Regions from separate parts of the Sus scrofa genome. Here region 2 is linked to region 1. Evidence: chromatin contacts called from public Hi-C data. All regions are on one chromosome and are shown on one strand. The core of a region is the stretch at or near the end of the contact, and the rest is flanking DNA. Distances in the headings are between cores, read along the strand shown. Region 1 has its middle 100 kb from the start of ATP6AP1L. Region 2 overlaps LOC110259417 (a long non-coding RNA gene).

Region 1 (6,972 bases), core at 1,811-4,310:
TGATTTCCAATAACTGTGGGAAAACCTCAACAGAAATTCAGCCAGCATATTGTCAATTTTTAATTTAACAAATATATCTTCAAGATTTACTAGGTAGAAGAGATGAGTAGTAGGAATTGATACTTGCACAGCCTTTTTCAATCTTTGGCTGTAACCATCCTTTAGGAAAGAATGCTTTCTTTTATTTTCTGCCTTTGATCCATACAGGCCAGGCTTACAACCTGTCAGCAACCTCTTCCATGAAACCAGAAAGAGAAAAACTTCTGTCGATAAACAGCTCGCACACTTGTCTACAGCATCAGGGCAGCTTCTTTCCCAGGTTCTTTGCAGACATAAAGGACCATGCTTTATCATGGGCAGTTCCAATAAAGTAGCTGCAACCAATTTATTAGAAGATAGCTAGACAGTAATCCAGACAGAACTGTTTCTCTGCTGTTATTATATCTCCCTCATCACTGGCTTTCTGAAGCTCCCAAAGGTCTCATTTTTCAAGATATTTGTCTACTTCCAAATAACCTTAGTAAAAGATTCTAGTGATAAATACATAATGACTGAACCAAGTCTTTCTTAACTTATTTATTCATACTGAATTAATTATTAATTTTCCAGACATACACTTCCTGGGACCTCATTACATATTCTTTCGGCTCCAGATGGTCAAGGGCTCAAATCTGCATTATCTTTGGAATTACCACCCATAAGAGAGAAAGAAGAATGGCCAGAAACCTGCTATTCTAAGAAAAGGTCCAGAAGCTATCTCTTATCCCAAATCCCCAAAGAAGGTGAAAGTTGGAAAAACCTGCTATTCTAAGAAAAGGTCCAGAAGCTATCTCTTATCCCAAATCCCCAAAGAAGGTGAAAGTGGGGAAAAAAAAAAAAAGTACCTAAGCCAAAATCCATCCCTGTAAGTACAATAAATCTCTTATAAGCTCTTATAAAAAGGCCCAATCTTGTTTATCTTTTTTTTTTTTTTTTTTTTTTTTTGCATTTTAGGGCCGCACCCATGGCATATGGAGGTTATCAGCCTAGGGGTCGAATCGGAGTTACAGCTGCCAGCCTACACCACAGCCACAGCAATGTAGGATCGGAGTCACGTCTGTGACCTACACCACAGCTTCTGGCAATCCTGAATCCTTAACCCACTGAGTGAGGCCAGGAATCAAACCTATGTCCTCATGGATGCTAGTCAGATTCACTAACGGCTGAGGCACTACAGGAACACCTCTTGTTTCTATTTTCTATGGAAACAAGAACTCCTTTGCCCATCAAATGAGAGGAAAGATTTTCATCTTATTGTAGTGGTAACAAGCCTTGCTCTTAGGCTGGGAGATTATTTAGAATTTACGCTCAGAATTATTCTAATATTTTGCTCCTGTATATCTGAACAGAAAGAGAAAGCCTAGGGATAAGAAATAATTAGACAGCAAAGAGTATTGAGCTTCTTTGATAGGAACCATATAACTTTTCTCCTCTTTTCCCCTGATCACCACATCTTTGTTTCAGGAGTTAGACATAAAAAATCAGAATACAGTCTCATGTGAAGCACTTTTTGTGACTTCTAATGATTCCTAGTAGATCCTAATACGTTAGGAAAAGTGATTATAGCTGCTGGGCCTTCATTCTGTCAAAAACCTTTCCCCCAGTCCTTAGTGAATTTGGCTTTTTTCTAGACCACATTCAACATTTATCCAATTAACTAAGTCTTTAAAATGTCCCAAATGCCCAGGGGGAAGTGAATGGGGGGGTAGATGAAATAAGATTGGCCATAAATTAAAAATTGTTGAATCTGAGTGATGAAAATTTATCACACTATTCACCCTACGTTTGTATTTTTGAAAATTTTCCTAGTAAATTTTCCATAATAAAAAATTTTACCCTCTGTCATCTCAGTAAAGTGAAGTATTTTAAATAAGTTCTGAAAAATATCTCTCAGAAAACACTAAATTGTCTCTAAGCATTTTACCAGAGTCCTTCCTTGTCCCTTACTGCAAGTAATTCAGTTTACATGGTTTCCTCACGTCCACTCTACTCTTCTCTTGCACTTAAAAAACATAATCAGTTGTTTTAACTAGTCTGTTGTAAAGTACAGAGTTCCCATTGTGGCTCAGAGGAAACGATTTGGACTAGGAACCATGAGGTTGCGGGTTCAATCCCTGGCCTCGCTCAGTGGGTTAAGGATCCGGCGTTGCCCTGGGCTGTGGTGTAGGTCACAGACATGGCTCAGATCTGCTGTTGCTGTGGCTCTGGTGTAGGCCAGCAGCAATAGCTCCAATTAGACCCCTAGCCTGGGAACCTCTGTATGCTACAGGTGCAGCCCTAAAAAAAGACATAAATAAATAAATAAAGTATTAGTTCTAAGCCTCCCAATACTGGGTGCACTGTTAAAGAGGCTAGGAAAAGCAAACCCTAAAATAGTGGCTTGCCAACTGACAAATTAGTTGGGGAGATGATTTGTGGGCATGTCTTCTCTAACCCCTATGTCGCAGATGCTGTTGGTGCCCTGCCCAGAACCCCTTTGCCAGCCAGGACATCACCACTTAGCTTTGAGAGTGATGGCCAGGGGAATGCTGGCAAATATTTAACAACTGGCTCTTGGTGAGGGGTATAAAGGTCTTGATTTCAAGATGCAAATGCTCCCATCAGGGCTGATTCCAAACCACAGGATGAGGTCACTGGGGAGTTGGGAAGCAATGCACTTGTGAGCTCTTGTGAGCTGCACTGCCTACACACATCTGTTCCTTTCTCTGGGGAATTGCCCCCATCTTTCCTTCCCACTCCCACTGAAGGTCACCTCTCAGGCTTCATGCAGGAATAGCCTGCAGACAATGACTTGCCTCAAGGGCAATCAATTCTGTGATTTATTCATCACTCCCATAAATCAGATTATGTTCCTTGAGTTCATGTCATTGTTCAGCTCTTTCCCTTTTCCTATCCTGTTCCCTCACTTATTAGCTGGATTTTGTTGTTGTTTGTTTGGGGTTTTTTTGGCTGCACTGCAACACATGGAGCTCCTGGGCCAGGCATCAGACCTGAGCCAAGCTGCAAACTAAGCCACAGCTGCGGCAACACTGATCCTTAAGCCACTGTGCTGGGTGGGCCGGAAATGGAATCTACGTGCCAGCACTCATAAGACACTGCTGATCTCATTGTGCCATGGTTGGGGGGGGGGGCTCCAGCAAGTTTTTTTCTTTAAAGAGCATGACCTCAGTAAATTATATACAGCAGAATACTTACCTCAGGCTCTGCTTCTAGGAAAGCCAACCTAAGGTACTTGCATAACATACTCCGAGGGTTAAGCTTTCCCAAGCTTTCCCTCCAATGCACCTTTAATGAAATGAGGAATAACTGTATTTCCAGGAGATCTAGAAGTGTAACCCAAAGCAGGCAACTACAAACCTCATATTTTTGAAATCTTCTATTTCACAATAAAAACATATGTAAAAATTTAAACTGTATTTCGTAATATTTGTGTTTAACATTAAAAATGTCTTCCTTTTTTCCAGAATCCTTGAGTAGAATCAGTGCTCTAATGCTCCAAGGTAATGGTCCCATAGCTGTTCCCATCCCTGAAAGCATGCATGTCTTAATCTGGGAATTCTGAACACAAGAGTGCAGGGAGTCTATTCAGACCCTGAATGCTCAGCCTCCAACTCTAGAATGTGCAGTGTGCTTTGCCAATCCTTTAAAGACTGTCTCTTCAGCACTACAAGCTCTTAACAGACCTGCCCAAACAGACTGTCAGTAGATCCCAGTTTCTTCTTCAGTTTAATCAGGAAGGAAAGAAGGGAAAGGGGAGAATGGCAGGAATCCAGTCATTGTTAGATGGATCTTCAAGCATTCTTTCTAGTCTTCTGTTTTATGGATGTGAAAACTGAGAATCGAGGCATAAAAGTAATTTGCTGAAGACAAGAAATCAGTAAAGGCTGGAAACAAATATGCTATATCTCTGGATTTCCAGGCCAGAGATCTCTCTGCTTGCCCATGTGGCTGCCCAGATTTTGAGGACAACTTTAGTTGGTATCAGTAGAGGAACAGAAAAATCTGAAGTCTGTGGTCACTCAGTAAAATGTCTCCCCTGAGACCCCAGGGTGGGGTGGTGGTTTATTGAGCAAGGCAGCCTTCAGACTCCATGTGTTTCCAAGTGAGAGTTAGAGACTGCCTCTTCATCCAAAAGGAGATCTAAGTGAGAAGAGTCTCGTACTTCCCAGCTGGAGTCCCTTGATAATAGATGGTCTGAGAATGCCCTCTGGTGACTTTCTGCTGTGAGTTCAGGCAATTTAGAGAGGAGGTGGCTGTGGAAAAGGGTGAAGAGAAGCTGGGCTCCTGGAAATGGTTTTATCCTCCAACAAATGTGGTGTGGGTGTTCTGTCAGCAAACTGTGGCAGGATCCAACCAGGAAGTAGGGTAAATACATAATACATGGTTACGCCTCTGTGGTGTTTGTCTTCTGTTCTCTAACAACGACTACAATTCTTTTTAATTGCACAATTACTTCAATATTGCTGAACTTGTATTATATTAATACAAGGCATAGAAACAATAACAAATTGGTAGGCATAAAAATCTCTAGCACAATTTTAATTTGGGCATATCCTTCTCTGGTTCACTGTATAATATGATCACCATTTCTCAAGAAAATGAATAAAAGCCTACCCCTGGGTCTTCAGAATAGAGTCTGTCTTCTCAAGGCCACTGCCAATTCATTTTTGATGATATACATTTGAGAAAAAGAAGATTGATACTTGTGCTCCAGGATATACCCCTGAAGAAGTTGGAAGGAGCACTGAAGTGAAGTAATGGGAAGAAAGGAGACACAAATGCAATTAAAGTTTTTCTAAGACTATGACCTAGATGTGTTTGACTCTTTTAAACCTTATACGGATCCAAAATAAAAAACATTAGGGTTGGAAAGGAAAGCATCTATTTCAACATTCCCTCACACCAGGACTAGTAATAGCAATAATTGTCATTTGTCGAATATTTGCTAGGTACCAGGTAATGTGCTAAGCGCTTCACGTACACTAATTTAAGTCCTCAAATCCACCATAAGAAAAAGAAACTATTATTTTATAGGTGAGAACTCTGATGCATGGAGATATTAAATAAATCGCCCATGGTCTCAAAACCACTAGCAAAACCAGTACTCAAACATTAACTAGATCATCAAGCCTCAAGCCCATACTTTTAGCCATCCTGGTGTATGACCTCTACGACTCTCCTAAACAGCTGTCCTGTTCTCTCTCCTTGAATTTAGTCAATAATGAGCACATAATTCCATTATCTATATAATAAGCTCTATATTGCTCTATATTGCTTAAAGGACCTCTGTTGCCCCATGATTTGTACCCTTCAGTCTTATTCTGTCTTTTGGAACTATATAAAAGGCTAATCCAAGTTCCACTTGACATGCCTTTAAATATTTAAAACCAAGTATTAGGTCACCAGCCCCATCTCCTAGCCTTCTTTCCTCCAACCTAGCCATCCCCAAGTCCTCCAACTCTTACTTGTATAAGTAGTTTTCCAGGCTTTTTGCTACTGGAGTTCACTCCAGCTTTTTAATCACCTCTCCCCACAAAATAAAAATATAATGTCTAATGCTGAACACTCTAATGCATTCTGACTATGGCAGAGCATAGTGGGTCTATAACTTCCTTGCTGTTGAAGCTGTATTTCTAATCAAAGACAGCTGATTCTCACAGCAGGCTACACCCCATTGAGTCTCAGATAGAGCTCAGTCAGCCAGATTCCTCAGGCTTTCTCATCCAGAGAGTGAGAGCTCTCTCGGCCCACGAATTTGAAGAATTTATTTATTTTAAACTTCACATTGTCCCTTTTCTCATTTCTTAATGTTTCCTCTCTACTGAAATCATCCAAATCTCAGATCAAGATGTTGAAAAGATGAGGTCCACAAATAGAGCCCAGCAGCCTTCCTCCCAAATGCCCTTTGCATATCACCATCAACTGGGCACGAAGCCTCCTAGTTCAACTACTACCCAGTTCATATATCTTCATCTTTCCCATAAGAACATCACAAGAGACTCTATCAAAGGCCTTCCTGAAATCCAGACACATTTTGTCTGTGGCATTTCCCCTCCTCACCAGTCTCCCCACTCTATCGAAAAAGGAAATGAGGTTAGTTGGGCATATCTTATTTTTAAGCAAACCCACATTTACTGAATCCATATTTATATGTACCAACTGGCTCAATGGGATTTTTTTCACAAAATGGAAAATTCCTCCAAGAAATCAAATTTTGAACAGATCTGAAGAAAGAGTCTACATTTTAGCTATGTTTTTTTTCACCTTTAAAAGAACTTGACAAAAATATATTTTCAGGACCATCAAGGCCATCAGAGAGCTCAGCACTGATGAGAATGCAACCACTTAAATCCCACACTCCCAAACTACAACTGAACTTCAAAACTACATTAACTGGGATCGGAACATTTTCTGAATCATGCTGTCACCAGAGAAATGTCTCTCCAAAACAGTTTGATCCCTGGGTTGAGTTCTGCAATCAGTACATATTAAGTTCCACTTTCTAGGACTTGTAGAGCTGTCATTCTGGACAATGAAAGTTGTGCTGGCACTGAAAGATTTCTATGTCATACACAAAGATTCCACTGAGGGTGAGAAATGTTGACAGATAAGCAAATTACTAAATGACAGAGTGAGCTTTGCCTGTTGTATGCATTGAAGCAATGGCTGGAAATGCTTCTGACCGTGTCCAGAGAGCCAGGCAAACACTCACATTTAAAGAGTGTAAGGGAGGGGATGGAGAGAAAATCAGTCTATCATTTCTACTCCTCCATCACATGGTCTCTGGAATTGTCCTAGGCCCCTATTCCATGAAGTCATTAGAAAGCAAGAACAGAACAAAAATCTAAGAAAACAGAGGAACTGGGGCAAAGATAGGGAGTGACTATGAAACGAATAGGGCCAGAAGTCTTTTACAAGTGCGTGTGAATCGGA
Region 2 (6,972 bases), core at 2,209-4,708, 120 kb before region 1:
CCTAAAACAGTATAGAGGCTTCTCAAAAAACTAAAAATTCACCTACCACATGACTCAGCAATACTACTCCTGGGTTTATACGAAAAAAAAAAAAAGACTAAGACTAATTTGAAAAACTAGAGGCACTCTAATGTTCACAGCAGCATTATTCACAACTGCCAAGAAAACAAAATAACCTAAGTGTCCATCAACAGAGGAATGGATAAGAAGCTGTGGTGTATACACACACACATACACATATTCAATGGAATTCTACTCAGCCATAAAAAGAATGAAATTTAAAAAAAAAAAAAAAAAAGAATGAAATTTTGCCGTTTGCAGCAACATGCATGGACTTGGAGGGCATTATGCTAGATGAAAGCCAGGCAGAAACAGATAAATTCTGTATGATATCGCTTATAAGTGGATTCTTAAAAATGTAAGAAACTCGTGAATATAACATAAAAGGGAGACTCACAGTTACAGAGAACAAACTAGTGGTTACAGTGAGCAGTGGGAGCAGTATGGGGATAGAGAAGTAGAAGGTTCCGCTATTGGGTGTAAGATAAGACTCAAGATGTTTTGTACAACACAGTGACTATAGCCAATATTTTGTAATAACTGCGAATAGGAAGTAACTTTTTAAAATTGTATAAAAAGCAAAAATTTTTTTAAAAGGATGGTTCCCTAAAATGCAAATTAAAAGTACTTACAAGGTAAAAACTCCACTGGGGGGGGGGGGATTATTTTGCCTATGCCTCTACTAGACACAGTATCCTGAAATAATTCTAGTCCTTCAAGTACTGCCTAAAGGCCACGGTGGAATTTTGAAAACAAGATAAAAGCAAAAAAATCAGCTCTCTCCAGAAATAGTGGATTCATGATCAAATTTACTAATTCAGCTTCATCATTAACAAGATATGTGGAACTGGAACAATTACTTAGCTTCTTTGATTCCCTTATTTCTTAACACAAATAATATGTCCTTCACAGGATTGTTGTAAGATGAAGCATAGTCATCTCTTGGTATAACACTGGTTCCAGGACCCTCTCAAATACCAAAATCCAAGGGTGTTCAAGTCCCTTCTATAAAATGATGTAGTACAGTCAGCTCTTTATATCTACAAGTTCTGCACTTTGGGACTGAGGTTACCTCAATCAAGACCTCATTAAAATCATAAGAATTGTTATTAAGTAAGAATGACCCCTTCACACCAGTCTTTGAAGGAATGTGCAGCCGTTACTAAGCTTGGCTGGCTTTTCTTGGGTACCCAGGATAAGGGAACCAGACATACATACAGTCCATCTCGGATTGTGGCTGTCCATAATTGAAGGCTTTTGATCTAAGCATCAGAGAGATCTTTTTCATTCTGTGCCATCTAGGGAGCCACAACTTAAAACTACTTGTGATTTGTTTTGGCTCTTATGTTGTGCAGGGGAGTTGGTGGTTCTTGGGTTGGTTCTTGCTGAGTGATTGTTTTTCCATTGTTTTGGTTTGAGCGTTTTTGTCCTGGGAATGAAAAATACATTGCATATACTATCATTGCTCAAACTTCACCCCAACAAGCAGGTACCTTAAGTCTTTCATTATTATTGATTGTCCACTTATTATCTGCCCTTCCTGGCGAGATCTTGGAAATCTTCCTTGACAACCTCAGGTGTCCTTTTTTCCCTTCATTAGATCTTCTTTGGAAAAATCAAAATAATTTATAGGGGAAAAGGCAACAAGCCTTAATGGATAAAGTGACGGACTAGAAATGCTTACCTAGGTGCTGCTCTATTATATCTGACAGTGAATCTCCCTCCCTAGTTTACCTGCCTTTGAAAAATGGTTGTTCAAGTCATTATTCTGGGAATCTTTCTGTCTAGTTTGAGATGTAAAATGCATTCATAAATAACCAAACACAATATTAACAATGCCTTATGTTTTATAATAAATTTCAATAGCATTTCATGATCTCTTTGATCCTAACAAATAACATGGGAGGGAATTACAGTATTGTTCCCATTTTATAGATAAGGAAGTGGTGAACCCAAAAAGTTAAGAAACTTGGCCAAGGCCAGTCCACAAATAAATGGGCAAGTCTGAAATGGAGTTTGATCTCCCACTCCTAGTCCTGTGCCTTCAAAAGTCCCAGGAAAGTGCCCCAGCAATCCATTCTGATGACAACAAGCTAGCATTGGGAAACAGAGAGGAGAGGAATGACTTCCAGCTTGAGAAAGTGCCACCTAGGGAGCTGTAACTTAAAACTAACAAAGACCTGCTTACTCATTGTTTCATAAATAAATATCCTATGTCTCCGGCCAGACTCTAAGTCTGTGGGCCAGCACTGGGTCTCAGTAATAACAGTGTGATAGTTATTAAAAAAAAAAAAAAAAAAACAGACATACTGAAAGGCAAAATATAAACAGACACAGTATTATTTAATTCTCACAATAATCCTATGCGTTAAGGACCATCACACCCATTTTACAAATGATGATACTGAGGTAGAGAAATCAAGTAATTTGCATGGGGTTATACAGCCTGCAAGTGACTGGCCCCAAATGTCATCACCATAGCTCCCACAAACTACACTTAACCACTGCTCAGTGCTAAGAACTGAGCACGTGGTGAGCTGTACAAATGCTTGACCGCAGCATAAGAACTGGGCCTGCTCACTCTGAGATATATAAAGATTAATGAAGAATTGTGTTTTACTCACATATACACAGTTCATTTATTTGCAGACAGATGCTCTAGAAACCACTGCAGGCACAAGAAGAGTAGTTTATAGATTAGGGTTAATAAAATGCAGAGAAATTGTGCCAGGCAGAAGAAGGTGCTGTTATTCCCCAGCAATGGCCCAGGACAGGCTAAAGGGCTCTTCATCGTATCACTCTCCTCTCTTCCCCACCCTCAGCAGCTCATGTTCACATTCGGGATCTCCCCGACTCCTCAGTGCTCCAAGAACTGGTAGAATGTGGAGAATAATGAAGGAGTTTGGGGCTATGAGAGTTTTAAAATCTCACATGTTTTCGAAGAAATGTTATGCAATCACATTCCTTCATTTCACAAAGGATATATTCCTATCTCTAGGGTCACATTGGTTCAGTTTGATAAACTGCTCTACTGGCCCTCTATAGACCTATGATTCATTTGACACAGAAAGCGTTAATTGCTGTTATTTCAATACTGCTGGCTCTTATGTTTTGCCAAGTGGCGTAGGTCTATACATTTGCGGTTTAACTCAGTCTTCTGTTTATTTCCATTGTTGGCACTATTTAAATGGTTATACTAGCATTCAGATTTAGAGGGTAAGCAAATCAACCTCATCTTTATTATTAATGACTACCACTGTACCTTGTTTCACATATATCTTGGAAAAGGGGGAGTGTGCTTCTTTTCTAGTCTTCCCCCAGAAAGCTGATACTGTAATTGAGAGCCTGGCTCATAGTCCCTGTTGGTGTGGAAAGCAGGGCTTTGTGCTAGGTCAGCTTATGGTCAGCCTTCTGTGCAGAAGAAACCACAGTGTGGGAGCTAGATGGCTTTTGTGGCCCCAGACTAGCCATGGATGGAGTGGTAAACAAGTTTTCACAGCATACCCTTCCTGAAATATATAAAAAGAGACTAAATCTGTGTAGGCTTGTAAGGTATATAGCTGGAAAGTTAGCTTCATTTATTGTCATACATAGTACTCAGCACCCTTCCATAGATAAGTAAATTCCTTCATTGATAACTAAACCCAATGTCATTACCTCTCTTGGACATAAAACTCCTTAGAGAGAATGACTGAAAGCTTCCTGCCAGAATGAGGAGATTCTTTCTAAACTTTAGGGGCACATTTCAGTAAATTACATGGATTGGAGATGCCACTGCTCATAATGAAAACTGCCCTGCAGGTATGCCACAGAAACAGAGGAAACCTGGAATTACTCTGCAGAGGGGCAGGAAACACTCTAGAGATTTGGGAGGGAGGCACCGAGGGAAGACAGAAAGCCTGGATGGGGATTATCTGGAAGATTTAAAAAATGAACACATGGAGTGTGCTTAAAACACTGCATGGAAGAATATGGACTAAATGTTAGCTATTATTCCTACTATGATTTCACAAGGAGCTACTCGATCAATGAGGAAATAGGCATTAAGATGGCAAACAAGTGAACTATTACTTCTCAGATTCACCTCCACTATGAACTTGAGAAATAAGACCCTTAGCTCTGAATCCCAGTGCTCAATACATTCATTCCCTTGTTTTGGAGTAGCTACTCAGAGAACACAGAATAGAACCACACCTGCCCTCAGTGTTGCCACTTTTATTAATATACAGCCATGGGTCCCTGGTCTTTCAGGATTTACAGTTTGTTTTTTTTCTGAAGTCCAGCTGACAGTTTATAAAAGGAAAAGCCAAGGAATTGATAAATGAGAGACCTGTTGCTATTACTAAAGGTTCAATAAAATTCATATTTTATGGCAAGACAAGAAAAATTTAAACATAGAAATTCTTCTCTGCCATTTGGCCTCCTCTCTCCGCCCACTGTGCTTTGTGTATCTGCATTAATCACCCACTAAACCTCTCCCATCCTCAGGAGTAGCAGCTCAACTGTAAAGAGCAGTATTCTCCTAGCATCAAGACAACTCCTTAAAAGATAACATTCCTTCTTGATCTTGTAAGTGGTCACAAGACCCACCACCACGACAGCCCTTAGATCTGGATTGTGTAAACTGTCAATACTATGTGATTTGATGTACAATGCTCTGTCTCAAAAAACTTATATAAACTGTGCCTTGACCTCTAATGGGTGGGATAGTTCTCAGAACTTTCTGAGATGCTTTTCCCAGGTCATAATCCTCAAATCTGGCTTCAATAAAATTTTCCAATTCTTTCTTAGATCAACCTTTTAATTTTTCATCAATGTTAAGGTCTGAAACCTTGTCTGGGTATTTAAAATCATCTTGCAGGTTGAAAACTAATTACAAACAGGAATTTATGCAAGGTATATAGAAAAAAAATGAGGTAACTGTATAACGCTTCCCTATAAAAATGTAGTTAAAAGAGTTCAAAAAGAGAGGTTTGTGAAGTGTCTGAATGGTGACTTTTTTTTTTCCTTTTTTTTTATAGTAAGAGGCAAGAGTAGAATGACAGAGCAAGATTTGGTTCTAGGAAGTCCCTAACTAATCAGAGTCCACAAAACCGGAACAGCCCTGGTTTAATGGGTAATGACTGATTTTTCCCAAAGTTTGAATAAACAGTCCCATTTTGATACAATGTGGAAGTCTGAAGGTCTCCGGCTTCCTTTGGAGAATCCTGAGGAAATGTCACCAAATAATGCAAAGGCTCCCTTTGGCAGAATATTAACATTCCATTTACATCACAAAAGCATAGGACCTAATCCCAATCCAACAAGCAAACTACTCTCCACCCCAGGAAAGCTAGAAAACAAAAGCATTTGAAAAAACCAATGTCTAGGCAGCATTTCCTGGAAAAACTACAAAGATTAAATGTTTTCAATCCATTGAAAACCAGCCTGTTCCCAGATTTTATCTCCTTGGCTACATTTGCAGAATGGCTATGTATGTATCCTTCTCCAGGCCAGGGATTTGCTTAAATTTCTATAGCCTTGGGCTTGATTACAAAGAGAAAGATAAATTAGGATTTTTTTAATGAGAATATTTTTCTCTTTCCTTCAGGGGTATGGTCTGCGAGGCCTTCAGATACTCTCATCTTTCCCAGTTCAAGGAACACAACTCATAGTTCATTTTTCTAAAGAAAGATGCTGGCACTCAGATTGGCCACAGCAGGGAAATTACAGAGCCTAAAGACCCTCTTTGAATGTAGGAGGTTTTCTAGGCAGGACATGAATCCACTGCAGATTTATATACAAATAAGGCAAGGGGGTGCTAATCTAGAAACTCTATTCTGATACCAGTAATTGTTCAGTTATTTGCCCCACTGCATTGCCAATCTGGTGTAAGTAGAAACTGTCCCACGGTGTCAAAGGCATCAGTGGCACCAAGTTAAAATCAAGACTCATCCAAGTAGCAGCTTTACTCCCTTTTTACTACTTATGTACTTATGTATGGTTCATTTCCTTCCACAGGCCAAAGTGCCAAAATCAATTTTCCCAGCTCATCTCCATCCGATCACAAGCTCGCCTTTGTCTCCTTTCTGGCTCCACTGAACTCAGTCAGAGAATTGATTCTCAAATTACCCCAATGATAAAAATCTTTTTGCTGCTAGTAATTCTGGTGAAGTCTCACATTTGTGTTCAGTGTTTTTGCACGTGTTGTTTTTAGTGATCCATTTCTGCATTTCTTTCCTGGAGTGCACATTTATTTTTCTATTTTTTATCATTCCTTCAAGGCCCTCCCCCCCATTTATATCTTTACTTCTGTGATTGTCCCATTATGTTATATATTCTAAACAAAAGGAATGTAGTAATAAGGAAATTTGGCTACTCAGTGATGGAACAGTTTAGAAGCCAAATGGGAACTGGGGAGGCAACCCAGAGATTAGCAACACAGCAAGTCACTACCACCTCAAAAGGACACTGGATTAGCAGAGCCCGGAAGCCAGTCAAGCTGGAACCAGAGCAGCCCATCCAGCAGGTTATGGAGCCATGGAGGAGATAGTGTCACTGCTGGAAACATGACCCAAGGCAGAACCACGGCCAAACACCCTTGTTCCACTCTCCCACCTTCCAATCTCCCATCAACTTGTCCTTGGCTGAACTCAGTTGGAAATTGGGAAATACAGTCCACACGGGTCAGCATCCCAGTCACAGAGAAGGACAAAGAATGAATGTGAGCGCAAAGAGGCCAATGACCAACTGTCACAGTCCCTAAGCCACTACCTAAGTAGTCCCCATAAAGAGTAAGGCCTCGAATCCCTGCTCACAACTTGTCCACTCTGAAGTTTAATTCAACTCGTAAGTAGACCTTGGCATTAGACCAGAACCCTTCCAACTCTAATAATCTATGGTTAATCATTCCCAAGACATAAAAACGTAGAC

Evidence for each region. Hi-C and Micro-C count contacts between places; a contact is called where the count stands out from the background.
Region 2: a Hi-C map of skeletal muscle shows a contact between it and region 1, with 4 times the contacts expected there. The contact joins two enhancer-like sites. A contact is called at or near these places in 3 of 47 Hi-C or Micro-C datasets (embryonic fibroblasts, heart right ventricle and skeletal muscle).

What each region holds. Positions count from the first base shown.
Region 1 is chr2:90,778,374-90,785,345 of Sscrofa11.1, reverse strand. No RefSeq gene overlaps it. Among named protein-coding and RNA genes, the nearest start is that of ATP6AP1L, 100 kb to the right of the region's middle. Within about 2 kb of position 3,060, at least 7 of the 83 cell types and tissues checked have an H3K27ac peak or open chromatin away from gene starts, as enhancers often do. A contact at or near this core is called in skeletal muscle, where this site is marked.
Region 2 is chr2:90,897,202-90,904,173 of Sscrofa11.1, reverse strand. All of the region lies in intron 2 of LOC110259417 (a long non-coding RNA gene), which reads right to left. Among named protein-coding and RNA genes, the nearest start is that of ATP6AP1L, 220 kb to the right of the region's middle. Within about 2 kb of position 3,458, at least 3 of the 83 cell types and tissues checked have an H3K27ac peak or open chromatin away from gene starts, as enhancers often do. A contact at or near this core is called in skeletal muscle, where this site is marked.